2 separate regions of the Columba livia genome follow, and region 1 is linked to region 2. The links are chromatin contacts, called in public Hi-C maps. All regions are on one chromosome and are shown on one strand. The core of a region is the stretch at or near the end of the contact, and the rest is flanking DNA. Distances in the headings are between cores, read along the strand shown.

The links. A called contact is a pair of places that touch in the nucleus more often than the background predicts.
Region 1: a Hi-C map of liver shows a contact between it and region 2, with 2.5 times the contacts expected there. The contact joins the promoter of AHDC1 here to the promoter of TMEM222 in region 2. A contact is called at or near these places in 2 of 2 Hi-C or Micro-C datasets (crop and liver).

Annotation. Positions count from the first base shown.
Region 1 is chr26:5,415,491-5,423,277 of bColLiv1.pat.W.v2, reverse strand. It overlaps AHDC1 (AT-hook DNA binding motif containing 1), which reads left to right and starts at 3,409. Exons shown (of 7, transcript XM_065041532.1): 1 at 3,409-3,453; 2 at 3,892-4,012.
Region 2 is chr26:5,282,884-5,289,924 of bColLiv1.pat.W.v2, reverse strand. TMEM222 (transmembrane protein 222) reads right to left here and starts at 1,673. Exons shown (of 6, transcript XM_005500651.3): 1 at 1,514-1,673. The coding sequence starts at 1,626. WDTC1 (WD and tetratricopeptide repeats 1) reads right to left here. Exons shown (of 16, transcript XM_065041929.1): 16 at 6,454-7,041.

The DNA of each region.
Region 1 (7,787 bases), core at 2,160-4,659, 130 kb before region 2:
AGCCCGCATGGCGGCTGGGTCGCAGATCAGAGCCGTGTCCCGGCAGCGGCGGTGGCCAAACAACAGTGGAAAACGGCCAAGAATGTGGTTTTAGGCTTGACCAGGCTTGAGACTGGCTGGTCCGGGCCTGCAGGGACTGTGTCCCCACAGGAGAAACTGAGGTGCAGAGGGACTTATCTGCGGTCAGCCAGCAGCTCAGCACCAGTCACTGCGAGGGGACACGTTTTCCCATGGAAAAAACAACTGAGATTTGGGAAGAGACGCAGCAGTGGCCGTGGCAGCGAGCGGGGAGCAGCGGGATTTGGGGATGGGGGTTTCCTGGGTGAAGCGAGGGTGGGGACAGTCGGGTGACACGGCAGACCCAGGCGGATGGGGAGGGGGGGACAGGGGGAGTGCTCTGACCAGGGCACGGTGCTGGTTGCGTCTGCTCAGAAATGGTTGTACTGGGGGGACATTCGGCTGCGGCTCTGGGGCAGCACAGGGCTGGAATTCAGGGAGGGTTGAGGCTCTTCTGCTGCAGTTACATTTATCAGGGCCCAAAATCCTCCGCAGCTGCTGGAGGGCAGGATCCCCCCCTAAATCTGATGGGGGTCTCTGGACTGTGCTCTCCACAAAGGCAGCTCCACATCCCAGCAATGCAGCAAACACCTTTTGCCCATTAAACACCCACAGCACCCATGCACCCCAGATCTCCCCCGCTGCACCCCGCTGCCTCCAAACCCCCTGATCTCACCCCAGGGAGCTGGTGGCTTTTGGGATGCTGCCACCACCACCCCGCCAAGCCAACCCGAGCTCTCTGGGGACAAACCCAGTCAGGTCACCCCACTGGCCTGATCCTGGCAAGGGTGATGGCAAGCGGGACCTTTGCCGCGCCAGACTTGGGGGGCACGGGGAACCGGAGTCCCCGAGGAGCCGTGCGCGGGGACGCGGGCTCAGAGCCGGGGACAGCGGTGGCCCCGGCTCGGTAAAGCAGCCACTAGATGGTAGCGTAGGTCCACGCCAACGCTGCTGACACAGCACTTGGCTGGGAGAGGGGACAAGGTGTCCGGGTGACCCGGGTGGCCCTGGGGACACGCCTCCGCTGTCCCCCTCCCCCGGTAAAAAGAGATGGCGGCGGGGCTGAGCACCCACGGAGCTGTGACACGGGTGGCGTGGGCATGGCTCCCACGCCCCAGTGCTGCCTGATGTGGTGGGAGCTGCCGGTGACCGTCACCGTGACCATGAGCACACCCGTGCCCATCAGCCCCTCTCTGAACCGGGGGCAAGGGGAGGACCCCACTCCCAAACCCATCGCATCCATGTTCCCACCTCCACCCCGAACCACCCGGGGACAACCACAGGGCACCAGCCTGACTTGATGGGGGGACAAAGCCAGGCCTGGGGACAAGAGGGGTGACCCACAAGGCACCCAGCTCAGCACGGGGGTGCTGGGCACCCACGGGTGCTGCTCCGCAAGGACTGTGCTGCAAAGCGCTTTGCTTAGCTCCTCAGCCCCGCTCCCAGCGCTGCCGAGGGCTCGATGCCAGACTGATATATATATTTTATGATAACTATAGAGATGCACTTCAAACCTGAGAAGGGACTTTGACAGTTTTAAGCATCTCTTTGATTAATACATGACCTTTTAATGCTTCGGATTAAATTAATAAATCTTTTACATTCTAACCCATTCTGCTTGCAGTGTAATATTTTTTTGCACGACCTCCTTCTCTCCCTGCCCGTGCGAGACAACTGACCCGTCGCTCCGTCCCGCTGCCCCCATCCACACACAGGTACAGCAATACGCAGGCTTGCAATATTCATAGGGTGCAAAGCCCTGCAAGGCGAGAAGGGAGGGATCCTGCCGTTTTTTTTGAACCCTCCCTAAAAATAGCAAGAAAATTCAAAGCTGACATTCAGGGCGAAGGGACGAGGAAGCCTGCAAAGTTGCTCACTCAGCCACCAGCAATTGCAGCGATCCTGTCTGCGTGTGCAGATTCCTCTGCTGACCAGGCTGGAGCCCAGGCCTCCCCGCACCACTCCCAAGAGCAACGCAGACCCATCCCCATCCTTACCCGGGCTGTGCAGAGCCCAGCGGTCCCCGATCCATCCCACCAATCCCGTTGGGGTGCATGGAACCCCAGTGATGGAGCTGCCAGCTTTTCGGGTGTGATAGGTCCCTGCTGGAGGACAACTCCTAACTTGACCGCAGCTCCCCAGTTTGTCCCAGTCCGGTGGCAAAGCTGGAGTGTCCAGAACGTAAACTGAGTGCACGCTCGCTCCTCGCTGCCTGTTGATCCGGCGACAAGCATCAAACCCCAACCTGCACCAGAGGGCTGCTGCAAAACCAGGTGCTGTGTGCCTCCCTGCACCCATGTGTTATTTCATCGATGACTCACGTGTTATTAGCAGCCAAGCAATATTCCCAATTCCCTGGAGTTAACCCTTCACTCGTCACTCACAAAAACATAATGTCATAACAAACATCAGTGGTATTATCTACTTTAATTATATTGTATCTACCCAGCTCTGGGAACATTAACACTGGCGGAGACTTGGAGGGAAGGAGCTGGAGAGATGCTTGACGGGGAGACAGGTCACGGGATGCTCAGGGAGGCAGGGGACAGCTCCCCACTGTGCCACCACTGTCCCAAAGGGACATGGTCACCACCTGCCCTCCTGGCATCCCCTCTGGGACCTGGCTGAGAGGGGACACAGCACCATAACCCAAAGAATGAGAGGAACTGGGTGTTGCCAAACAGTGGGGAAGTTTCCAGGCCCCAGACTTCAAATAAAAAGAATTAAAAGTGAGGAAAAGATAAAAAAAAAAGGGGGGGAGGGTGTATTGCTTGGGGGTGCATAAGGGCAGATGGGTGCTGAGCCAGAGTGGGTGATGAAGTGCACATGTGCACCCCACATTGTGGCGAGGGGCTGTGTGTCTGTCCCCCCTGGCATGTTGACGGCAGGGGGGTGCGCAGTGCGGGTGCAACCCAGGAGAGGGCAGCAATGCCCCGCGCATCCCATTGGGACCTCGCGGAGGGGGGGGGCACCTCGGGGGGGGGGGGGTGGGCAAACCACCGAAGGTGGTTTGCCCACCCCCCCCCCCCGAGGTGCCCCCCCCTTAAGTAAGGGGGACCCCAAGCAGCGCGCAACGGAGACGCGCCGCTTTGCGCCCCTCCCTGCGCGCTTCGCAGCGACGGGGAGGAGAAAAAGCGGGGGGGAGAGGAAAGGAAGGAGGGGAAAAAAAGAAGGGGGGGGAGGAAAGGAAGGACTACAAGGCCCGGCATGCCCCGGCGGTGCTGCACGGCTCCCCGGGGTGCCGGATGCTGGTCGTACCGCTGACAGCGGAGAGAACCGGAGCCGCGGTCCCCGCCGCGCAACGGGAGAGGAGAGAGAGGGGCTGGGCGCGCCTCGCCGCCGGCTCCGCTCCCCCCCTTTTTATCCCAGCCCCCACAAAGCCGGGAGCGGCAGAAGGCAAGAGAGAGGGAGGAGGAGGTGGAGGAGGAGGAGGAGGGAAGAGGAGGAGGAGGAGGAAGGGGGGAGGCAGCGGCAAGCCAGGGCTCTGCTGCGCTGTGTCTTTCTTTGCTTTCCGCAGGCGGCGAGCGGCGGAGGCGCAGAGGGGAGGTCGGTTCCCCCTCCGCCTCCCGCTCCGCTGCCTTTTGTGTGTGTGTGAGAGGCGAAGGGGGGGTGGGGGGGAAAGAGGAGGCAAAAAATAATTAAAAACAACGAAAAAAAAAGCTAAGCGGCAGAGGGGAGAGAAAAACCCGGAAAAAAATAAAATAGAGGGGTGGAGTGGGGGGAGAGGGAAGGAGGAAAGAGCAGGCAGGGGACGGAGGAGGGGGCGGGCTGGCAGGAGCGGAGTTGCCTTGGGGAGAATGTGAGCAGGAGGCGCTGGAAATGCTCTCGTTGAAGGTGGCGAACGGTGCCGAGGGCTCCGGGACTCCCGCGGCCGGTCAGGACGCAGCCCCGCCGGACGGCAGGAGCCTCCCCAAGCGGGCGGGTTCCGAGGGGCTCGGAGCGCAGCAGCCGGCGGGTGAGTACCGGGGACCCCCCGCCTTTGTGTGGGGCTGGGAGGTGGGGAGGAAGGGGGGGAGGACACACGGGACACCCCCTTCGGGTAGAGGGGGAGGTGGGGGGGAAGGAGGCGGCGTGTTGTCCCCCCCCGCGCCGTCCCCTCCGCTGAAGTTGCGCGGCGAGTTGGTGCCAAATTGCAGGAGTTTAATGGCACTTGGGGCGGGGAGGGGCGTGTGGGGAAAGGGGGGGGGACCGGGGCGAGCCCCCGGCGGGGGGGCTGCGATCTCCACGAGTTTGGCCGCCTCCCCTCGGCCGGCCCCCGTCGTCCCCCCCCCACCGCCGCCTTTCCCCCCCCGCGGCTGCAAGGGCTGAGTGACAGCTGTCAGAGCGGCTCCCTCCGCTGGAAGGCAGAGCCGGAGTCGAGCGTGTCAACAGCGTTTGGGGTTCACTTGGCTTCCTGGGGGGACGTGGGGCCCCCCCGGGGCAGAGCATCCCACCCTTTTCCCGGGGGAGTGCGGGATGGTCTGCGGGGGGCAGCCCCGGAGGAGGGTGGTGGGTGGGTGGGGGGGATTCGCCACAGCCCCGTCGGCAAAGTTGCGTGGTCCGTGGCGCGGGGCTCGGCGAGCGGTTGTCACTTCGGTGCCTGTCATCCCCCCTCTGATTTGTTTTTATCGATCAGCTGATTTAAATCCACCCACCCTCCCCCGCCCCCCCGGCACGGCCCCTCAGTGCTCGCAATGGGGACCACAGAGGACTGGTGGCTTTGGCCGGGGCTGGAGAGTCACCCCATGGGGTCATGCTAACGCCAAACCCTCTGCCCACCCTGGGGACGTGCTTGGTGTCCCCAAGGCCGAGGCAGGTGGAGACACCTGGGTCCCTGCTTGTTTACGTGCTGGCAGAGGATGTGGCCACAGCTGTGCCCAGGTGGCCTCGTGCATCTAGCCCCTTCTGCCCGTGGCTACCAGAACGGCCACTGAAAGCCACGGGCTGAGCTCATTGTGTGCCGTCGTGAGCCCCGGCGCGCGGTGGAGTCGCTCCAGATTTATCCTGGCGTGACAGAGAGCAGAAGCGAACCCCCGGGGGCGACGGGCACGGATCCTGCCCGCTCGCTTTCGACCCAGGCGCCGTTGGGCGCTGGGGGCGCGTGGTCTGAATCGGTGCCCCCCCACCTCCCCAGGCCTCCCCTCCTTCCTCGCCCCCCCCCAGGTGTCCCCTTACACTGGCTTCTCCTGCTGGGCTGAGGAATTTGCAGGGGAGGGTGGTGGTGGTGGTGGGGAGGGGGGGAAAGAGGAGGGCGGGGAGGGGGGGGCTGGAGAAGGGATGGCGCGGCGCCAAATTCCGCTCTGCCATGTCTCTGTAACCTGAATAGGCCAACTCCATCCCTGGTGCGAGTCCCCCGGGGCTCTGCCGCGCTCCGATGCAGTCAGGCGGGAGGTGGCTGCTGGTCTCCAACCCCCCCCCCGCCCCACGTCCCCATAAACCACAGTCCGGTTCCCTCCCCTCTGCTGTGTCTGGCGAGCGGATGCCCGCCAGAGCCACCGCGCGCCCGCCGGAGCCACCGCGCGCCTGCCGGGAACCGATGGGGCAGGAGCTGGAGGTGGCTGGGAGGGTTTGGTGGCGAAGGGCTGGCACCGTGACGGGGACAGGGTAGCCAAGGACACGCCGGGAGCGGGGTGGCCAGCGGAGGAGAAGCGATGGAAGCCCGTGGAAGGTTATGGCAAGCCGGGGGGGGCCGGCACTGCCCTGGCCTCTTTAGAGGAGGCAGCAGGGACCCGGGGCAGGCTATTTCTGCTGAGATCCCGAGGAAAGCTCTGGGAGAATTGTGGGCTTCTATAAATAGTGTGTGTCAGCCGAGTGGAAACAGGGCCTTGAAATGCTCCTGCTATTCTCCCGAGTGCTTTGGAACCAGCTCTTGGTAAACAGGGCAGTGGTGGGGAGGGCTGTTTCCTTCTTCCGGGCTCGTGGTGAGGGGGAGCGGGAGGGACGGGGGGGATTTTTGCCTGGTGATAGGGCAGGGCTGCCCCCCGGGGCCGGCCGGCTGGATGCTGGGCTGCGGCCGGGCTGCCCGGATGCGGGATGTGGCCCCTGAATGCGTCGCAGATGTGTTGTGTGTGTGTGTGTCCCCCGCCGTCCCCTCCCCAGCCTCGCCGCCCGCCGAACTTCAGGGCTGGGATGTGCCGCACAGTCTGGTCCTCGGGGAGCTGGTGATGCTGGGGGGGGTTTGGGGCGCGAAGGCTCGGCTGGATGAGAGATGCTCAGCAGGGCTCCTCTTCTCTTCTGTGGGGTCACAGCCTGCTTGTCCTGCTCCCCACCACATGTCCGTCTGTCTGTCCGGGCTGGAGTTGTTCCTGCTGTGCCTTGGGACGCACGCTGAGCGATGCCTTGGCTCAGCACTGTGCTGGAGGGCAGGGATTCGGTCCTGTGGGGCCTTCCTCCGGCACACCCAGACGCCCGGGGTGCTGGGGACCCCTCCCTCGGGGACCTTTGCGTGGAGCGGGGACGTGGTGACGTGTGCCCAGGGGGTTTCCTCAGCTCCTCAGTGCACCCTGACGCTCCCTGCGCTGCAGGTGAGCGTTTCGGCTTCGCACAAGGACTGGGCGCCGTGCACAGCATCAGCTCCCCTCACACCCGCACCCTGGTGCTCCCCTGTGCCATGAACTGTGGCTCGAAACCCACATTATCACTATTTTTGCCCTCAAACTCGCCCAGAGGGGAAGCGAACGGTGTGCTGCTGGGGTGCCCGCCGGGAGTTTTTAAGGCGATGTACAGCGGGTCTGTGTGGCGAGGGGATCCGGCGCGCTCGTGGTGGGATTTGGCGTCGCAATGCGCAGCAGCCGGCGGTTCACCGGGGTGCCGCGGGATGGGGGGCTCATCCTGCCCCATGGGTGCCCGGCCCGGGGAAGCCTGGGGTGCTCTGCGTGGGTGGGAAGGGCCGGGTGCTGCGTGCTGTTTGTTGTTGGTTTTTTTTTCTCTCCATCTTTGTATTTTTTTCCCCATTCCTTTTTCCTTTTCTGTTTCTCTCCCTCTCTGTGGGTTGAGCGCTGGGGCGACAGACAGGGAAAGTCTGAGCAATGGTCTCCGCGCTGGTGCTGTCTTCAATCACCGCGTCCCAGAATCCCTCGCTCTGGGCCTTCTAGGCACAAGGGCTTACAGCGAAAATCGGCAGCTGCAGCTGCGAGTGAAAGCACAAGAGCCCGGCTGGGTCTTTGGCATCGGCAGGAGAGCAAAAAAAAGCTGGGGGAGGCGAGAAGGGAAAGGAACGGGGCGGGGGGGGGGAGAAAAATATGCCCTGTGGTTTTTTTCCAGGGTTGTGTTTCAGAGCATCGGTTCCCGGGCGCGGGAAGAAGAAGTGGGAGGGGGGGGTGCAGAGCGGTGCCTCCGGGGAGCTCATTAAAATCCATCGGCTCCCCCCTTTTTTCGGCGGCCGAGGGAGGCTGGTACGCGGGAAGGAGGGAGGGACGTGCTGGAAGGAACATGCCTGCGGAGCGGCTGCCCGGTGGGGACAGTTCCCGACGCGGCAGGAACGCGGCCCCGGGGGGTTCACCTGTTGGGGCACGTAGGACGGTGCTCGTGCCAGCGGGGCCGTGACAAGGGCGGGGGTGTTCCGGGGACTCCCTCTGCACCCCCGGGACATCACGCTGGGAGCTGTGATGAGCTGCCGTGGTGCGGGGGAGCGATGGGTAATCTGCGGGGATGGGGGTGCGGGGGTCAGCAGGGTGCAGGATGGTGTTAGCAGGAGGTGTCGGCGTGTGCACAGGCAGCGTTTGGTGTGGGGGGTGGTCAAGGTGGGTTTT
Region 2 (7,041 bases), core at 424-2,923:
AATTAACGCTGTCACGGCGCTGCCACCTTCAAAGTTCTAAACACTTCTTCCCCTTTTAATTCTCCTGTCAGCACTGGGAAGCTTTCAAACCTCCAAATCCAAAGACGACAGGAAACGCTGGATGGAGAAAATGGAGCAATTATGCAACCTAACGAGAGATTTTGCCAAACAACACCACTGAAATTTCTGCTGTGACACGAAACCAACAGGAAGGTGTCCCTGTTCATCGGGGGACGAACCCGCAGACACACAGGTGCCCAGTGACAGCAGGACAGCTCTCAGCACCCCCAGCACAAGGTAAGATGGTTAAAAGGTTTGGAAAACCCTCCAAGAAAACACTAAGGTGAAAAATGTAAGCAATTAAAAGAGAAAAGAGGTAAAAATCCAAGCTGGTTTGTAGCCGTACACGAGACAGCAACAGGGAAGTTGCAGGTTCTTGCCGAGCAGTCCCGGAGCCGTTCCCAGCCCTGCACCGACCGCACCACGTCTTCTACCTGACTTCCAGCTCCGGCTCAGTAAACATCATCACCTGATTGGAGCCGGAGGGGAAGAGGAAGGCATAAAAACAAGCCTTTGTGCTCCCACACTATCCCCCAAGCCACATTTTACAGCTTTTCGTTTTCCCACGACTAGAGAAAAACTCAGACGTTCCCCTTGGAGCCTGCTTATGCCTGGCTGGGAAGCCAAATCAACTTTCAAACTCATTAAAAGCAAAGTACCGAGACTATCCTCAAAGCACAGGGCGCTCTGAGATCCCCGCAGCCAAACCTTTGCTCCCCAAACCTGCCAGGCTTCCCACGGCCCGCTGGATCCTCAAGTACAGACAAGCCTGGTCATGGCAAAGCTTCCCCACACACACACTGGCTGTGGGGAGAGGAGAGGAGAGGGAGAGGAGAGAGGAGAGAGAGAGGAGAGAGAGAGGAGAGGGAGAGGGAGAGAAGGGGAGAGGGAGAGAAGGGGAGAGGGAGAGAAGGGGAGAGGGAGAGAAGGGGAGAGGGAGAGAAGGGGAGAGGGAGAGAAGGGGAGAGGGAGAGAAGGGGAGAGGGAGAGAAGGGGAGAGGGAGAGAAGGGGAGAGGGAGAGAAGGGGAGAGGGAGAGAAGGGGAGAGGGAGAGAAGGGGAGAGGGAGAGAAGGGGAGAGGGAGAGAAGGGGAGAGGGAGAGAAGGGGAGAGGGAGAGAAGGGGAGAGGGAGAGAAGGGGAGAGGGAGAGGGAGAGAAGGGGAGAGGGAGAGGGGGGAAAGGAAAAGGAGAGGGGGGAAAGGAAAAGGAGAGGGGGGAAAGGAAAAGGAGAGGGGGGAAAGGAAAAGGAGAGGGGGGAAAGGAAAGGGAGAGGGGGGAAAGGAAAGGGAGAGGAGGGAGGGAAGGAGAGGGGAGCCCTTCCCCAGAGCCCCGGAGCAGCCGGGCCCCCAGCACAGGCCCCTGGAGAGGTGAGGGCCCCCGGGCGGCCGTGTCCCCGCAGCGAGGCGCAGGCCCAGGCCGCAGCCAGGCCGCCCGCCGCCGGGCCCGCACTCACGTCAGGACGGGGATGGGTGTCCACACCACGCAGTACGGGAAGCGGCCGCGCTCGGCGTCCAGCCCGGCCCCGCCGCCATTGAACTGCTTCATCTTGGCCTCCGCTTCCGCCATCACCGGGGGCCGCCCCCTCCGCTCGACGCGCTCGCGTCACTTCCTGGAGACCGCGCCCAGCTTCCGGGCATGGCTGGTAACCAGGAAGTGGGAGCGCAGGCCGGCCCAGGCGTGGGGCAGCACGACCGGGCCCAGCGCCCCCTCCTCAGGGTGCCCCCGGTTTGGGGCGGGGGGTCGGGCTGGAAGGGCCCCGGGGCTCACCCACAGCGGCCCCATGGAGCCTGTGCTCGCTGCTCTCCGAGCCTCCCGCATCCCCCAGCGGCCTCGTGTGGCGCAGAACGGCGGGGGTTTGGTTCACAGCGGAGGCTCCGGCAAAGCTCCTCCGGGCGGGTACTTTCACCCCTCACACCTACCTTGTGCAGACCCGCCACACGAACCTCAGCTGTTTCTTTTCCAAAGATCAGAAGCCGGTGGAGCCGTTCTGGGAGCTGCCAGCTCAAAAACCCTCTTAGGAAAGCACCCGAGCAGGAATAAGCAGCACACCGAGGTGTGGAACAGCATTTACAAATGGAGAAGCGGCTTAGAAAAATAACAATTGCTTTATTAGGAAGTTTAATTCAAACTACACGAGAGAGCTGAAGAAGAAACACGTTTATTCCAGATTTCCACCCACCACAGCACACCCGTCGGAACACAGCGGGGTGAACGGGGAGGACCCATCCAGCCCCGCTCTCCGCTTCGCCGCCGCTGTCCTCGGAAGCTGCTCCTTCCCTCCCCACACAGAGACCTCGAGCTGTTCTGTGGGCACCGGAGCTCTCCGGCGCAGTTTGTGGTGTCACACAGCACAACACCAAGGAGTTTTGCTAATAAAACGCGCCTTGGACTCGTCCTCCTCCCTCGTAGCTCCGGCACGCCGAGCAAGCACTCAGGCTTTTGTTATTAGCAAACCCTGTTAATTGCCAGAGCCGCGTTCTCAACAGTCGTCACCAACTTAGTGCTTCCAACACCCCCACTTTCTACCAAAATTTCTCTCCTTCATCAAAGACCTTTCCTATCTCTACTTGATGCGTTTTGCTGTCCGGTACCCGACTTTGCTCAGTAATCGAGTCCAACCTTCCACAATTATCAACGCTCACTATATTTTAGCCGAGTGAAGCTTCCAGCTGGAAAACCCAGGAGACCAGTAACCTCTGCCCGCCCCAGAGAGAATAAATTTGGAGTTGGCGGCGCGGCAGTGGGAAGCGCTGGCTAACAGCCTAGGTTAGAGGTGGCCCTACCCCCCCTCGGTATGTGCTAACTTGTCATATGAGTGCTCACGTTTCAACAAAACTAGCTTAGTAATGCACTGCAGACTCCATTTCCGAGCCCTCGAGAGATCATCTACCATCCCGCCTTATTTCCTAGTCTAGACCATGTTTTGGGCCGGCCCCTGCGAGCGGGAGGGCGGCTCCAGAGGCACCTGGATGGGAGCAGAGCCTGCGCTGGGCTGCTCACACCAAGCTGCAGTAGTCCAGCAAGAGCCTGAGAACACGCTCCTCGGAATCTGACAGTGAGGGAATTCCCAAAACAGCTCAGTTCCGAAAGAAAGCTGAGGAACGCAGAGACTCCTGAGAGCAAAGCCGTGCCCGGTGCTTTGGTTTCTAACAGCCGCTTCCTATTTTGGCACTTGGGCTGGAAGATGCACACAAAGGTCGTGTGTGTTGCAGTGAAGACTTTTTGTTCGATGAATTAATACTTGCATTGATTTGCTCCGGGCTAACAGAAATATCAGAGATCGTTCAAATCTATGAGAACGAGACCAGTGTTCACATCAGCTACCGTGGTCCTGGCGCGTCTGTCGGATTAGGCGATGGATCTGCTCTTCCTGCTCGCGGCTCCGAGGCTGCCAAGCAGCGTATCACCGGGGACCAGCTCCCCTGGCACATCCCGCAGCGAGGACAACGCCAACAGCCTCAGCAGGATGTGGCCCCCACCGTGCCACCTCGTGCCCTCCCGCGCGGGCAGGGACCACTCCGGTCATCCCAGTTTAGTCCCTCTTAAGCCAAATGCAGGAAGGCAAACCCCGCTGTGGCAGCATGGGAAGAACAGTTTTCCTCAGGCTGGATTTAAGAAACCCATAATCAATCCAGCTCTCCTGTACTGCACAGCTTTCTTTTGTGTTTGTCAGGCAAGCAGAAGGGCTCTCCAGCCCCAGTACCGCACCGGCAGCAGACGGGTGAGCTGGAGCTGACAGCAGGGTCTTCCTAGTGACAACTGGAAAGCTGCTGCTGTTCTACTGCTATTGATCTAAGCGGAATACAAAACACCTGAAGTCAGCAGGGAAAAATAGCTGCAGTTGGAAAAGAAACTGCGGGGAAGGGGGAGGAACAGGGAGGGGAGAGCAGGTAAGAAGTTCTCCATGCATAAAATTAAAGGCCGGGCTTTTTATTGCAGCTATCTTGCCTGCCGACAATACTGGATCGATGCTCAGAGCAGGAATTCTGCCATCATTGTTTCTGCAATCTCTCATTTGAGGAGAAACAAAAGGTTTCACCCCCGTTTCTGCCAGCGCTTTGGACCAATGGCTCCTCTCTCCCCTCAGCCCCAGGATGTTTGTCCTCAGGATCTTTTCCTACTCGCCGCAGGTGCCAGTGCATCACTCGCACCCCGGGGCTGTGGAGCCTTTCCCAGAGGAGCGGAGCCCGTTTGGGGCTGTCCACACCACCACCACGGCTCTGGCTGGAGCTCGGCCTGGGAGGGGTTTTCGGTTCCCTCCCCTTTCTACCCCGGCTCATCTCTGAGCCTGAAAGAAGCCGGCACCCAGCCAGCTCTTGTTCAGCAAGCGGCTTCCTTGGGAACCTTCCCTGTTGTGACAGCTCCAACATTACAGGGGCTGCCAGAACCAAACCACTCAAGGAAAAGATCCCCTCCCCCTTCTGACATTGACAACCGAGGCAGCAGCAGGCGACACCGCACACAGGAGTCGATTTAAAATGTCACCGAGGCACAGGCTGATGGAGGACACCAAGGCGTCCTTCCCCCCGCCCTGGAGGTGATGCTGGGGTGGGTTGTTTTGCGTTCGTGTTGTTCCTCTCCTGTTGGTCCGTGCCTGCCGCAAGCTGACAGCCTCTAATCGCTCAGCGTGAACCAGAAACGTCACGCTCATCTGTAGCGACGCTGGTGCTACTCACGAGCGCAAGAACATACGCAGGCTTGGCCACCCACCCCAAAAGCGATGCCCTTAAGCCGTCTCACCCCTCAGCTTTAACCTGCAGGTCTTTTCTGCGTCCCTGTCACTCCAGAGCTGCATTTCTTTCTCTCTCCCTCTCCAACTGACACAGCCAAGCCACAGGGCAACTTTTCTGTTTAAAGGGAAAGCCACCGGTTTCTGAGGGACAAGGGGGACAGGGTGGAAGAGCTCAGAGCCAAGTGCAGGACGCGATGGTTTCTCAGCTATGAAATCCCAAACCAGACCCACCTTCCCTCCCCATCGGCCTCGTCTCCCGCAGCAGCGAGGCCTGAACAAGCTATGAGGAGCAGAACGGGCAGAGACCGAATTCCTGCCCCCAACAGCGGCAGTTTGCTGACATCCAGCTCCCGTTTCGCGCCGACAGGAGCCATCTCGAGCCCTTTGCAGACTCATTCGCAGCACTGCAAACGGTTACATCAGAAAAAAGTGACCTCAGCAGCACGGCTGTGACTGTTCCCCTCCCCTCATCCCAGAGGACATCGCTCCTCTCCCTCCCCAACCCAATTCCCTTACCCAAATTACAAATCAAACTCATTTTCTGGGTCCTTCTAGCCATTTCCACCCCCATTTCAACCACTCAGCATCCCCTTCCACGCTTCCTCTTTGTCCAACCATTCAACCCAAAATCTGACCTAATTAGCTGATTGCCAATTCCAGCTGTGGATGCACATTGCTTTGGTAGAGCAGAGCTGGCTTGTAAAGCAGTAATTTCTATCAGAGAGGATCTGAAATGAAGAGGCCTCAAAGGGCCTTCGGCTGAAGGGTGTCCAACGGGAATTTTGAAAATAAGAGTTCGAATGGATTCTGGAAACAGCAGACTGGGTTTCTAACTCTTATTTAAGGCCTGGTGTTCTGCAGTTTGGAGGGCAGGAAAGTATTGGGGAGGTTTTGCAGCAGGAGCCCAGAGGAGAAAGCGAGTTTGTGATATCCTAAAGGGACCATCTCTGGGTCTAAACGTCGGTGTCCTACACACCACGCTGAGCGCGAGACGCTTTAAGGCAATAAGTAGGTTGTTTCTGAGAGTGGAACCATCTCAGAAGGTCAGTCGGTATCACGGTGACCCAGGCAGTGACCCTGGGTCTGTCCCACAGCCAAACCACCAGGCCAAGATGCTAGTTAAGAAGCGCTAAAAGGCAAAGATGGGCTCATCTTCCCTATGCAGCTTTTTGCCACCCCACTCACCTCTACCTCTTGGATTCAGCACGGACTCAAAGACAATTTTATCTATTTTACCCCCACGCTGACAAAACACAATTCGGGAAACTAACTCCCTCCAGCGCCGTTTCTCCCTCCTGCCCAGCAAGCCCCCGCAGCCATCCTCATCCTCATCCTCATCATCCTCATCCTCATCCTCATCCCCAACGTTTGCAGCTTTAGCTCTAAACCAGGTGCTGGAGGTGGACGCTGCTCCTGCTCCACCACCAGCTCTGAGCTCCTGGATAAACCAGCATCAGCACTAATTCAGCAGCCACCACAACTTACAAGCCACATTTTGGGCTCCCCACTCCCCGTTCAAGTTTCCTGGGCCCTCTGCTCTCCATGAAGCAGCAGAGACAACAACCTGCCCGCCCTCCACCCACCCGTGTCCACCTCCAGAGAGGAGAAAGGTAGAACAAAGCCAGAACAATCCCCCAAAGAAAATGACACCAAGAAAGAACTAGAACAAAGAATTGTTTAATTGCTTAACCCTTTCTCTTCCAGGGACCAGAGAAACAAGTTTTCTGCTCCTTCTAACGAGGGCAGTAAGGCTTGTGTGTTACCTCTACAACTGCAGGGGCAAAGTTTACGAGATGATCATCTTTTAGTACTCGGAAAAGCGAGAAGCAATGGTCATCGCAACACTAAGAGAGTCCTAGAGTCTCCTAACGGAGAGCCCATTGCTAGAATACAAAAATAAAGGAGGTGTCCCTGCATATCCCAGGCTAGAAAGAGTTAACCAGAAAGAGCAGGAAGAAGCTTTCCCAAAGAGGGGGTTGAAGTAAACAGCAGAGGTCAATAAAGCAACATCTTCTCCCTACTTCCCCAGCATGTTTTTTCCTTCACCAATAAATACAAATGTCTCGTTAACAAGCGACAAAGCGGGTAATCTGCCCACGACAAGGGAACAGGGGGCTAGAGGCAGAAAGACTTTTCTCTCCCCTTCTCTCCCATTATTATTTCTCTTTTTTAGCCTAAGCAGCCATTAAAAACCCAACAATCCACTGCAGAGGCAGGGAACCTCGGAGCTTCCGCACTGCAACCGGCAG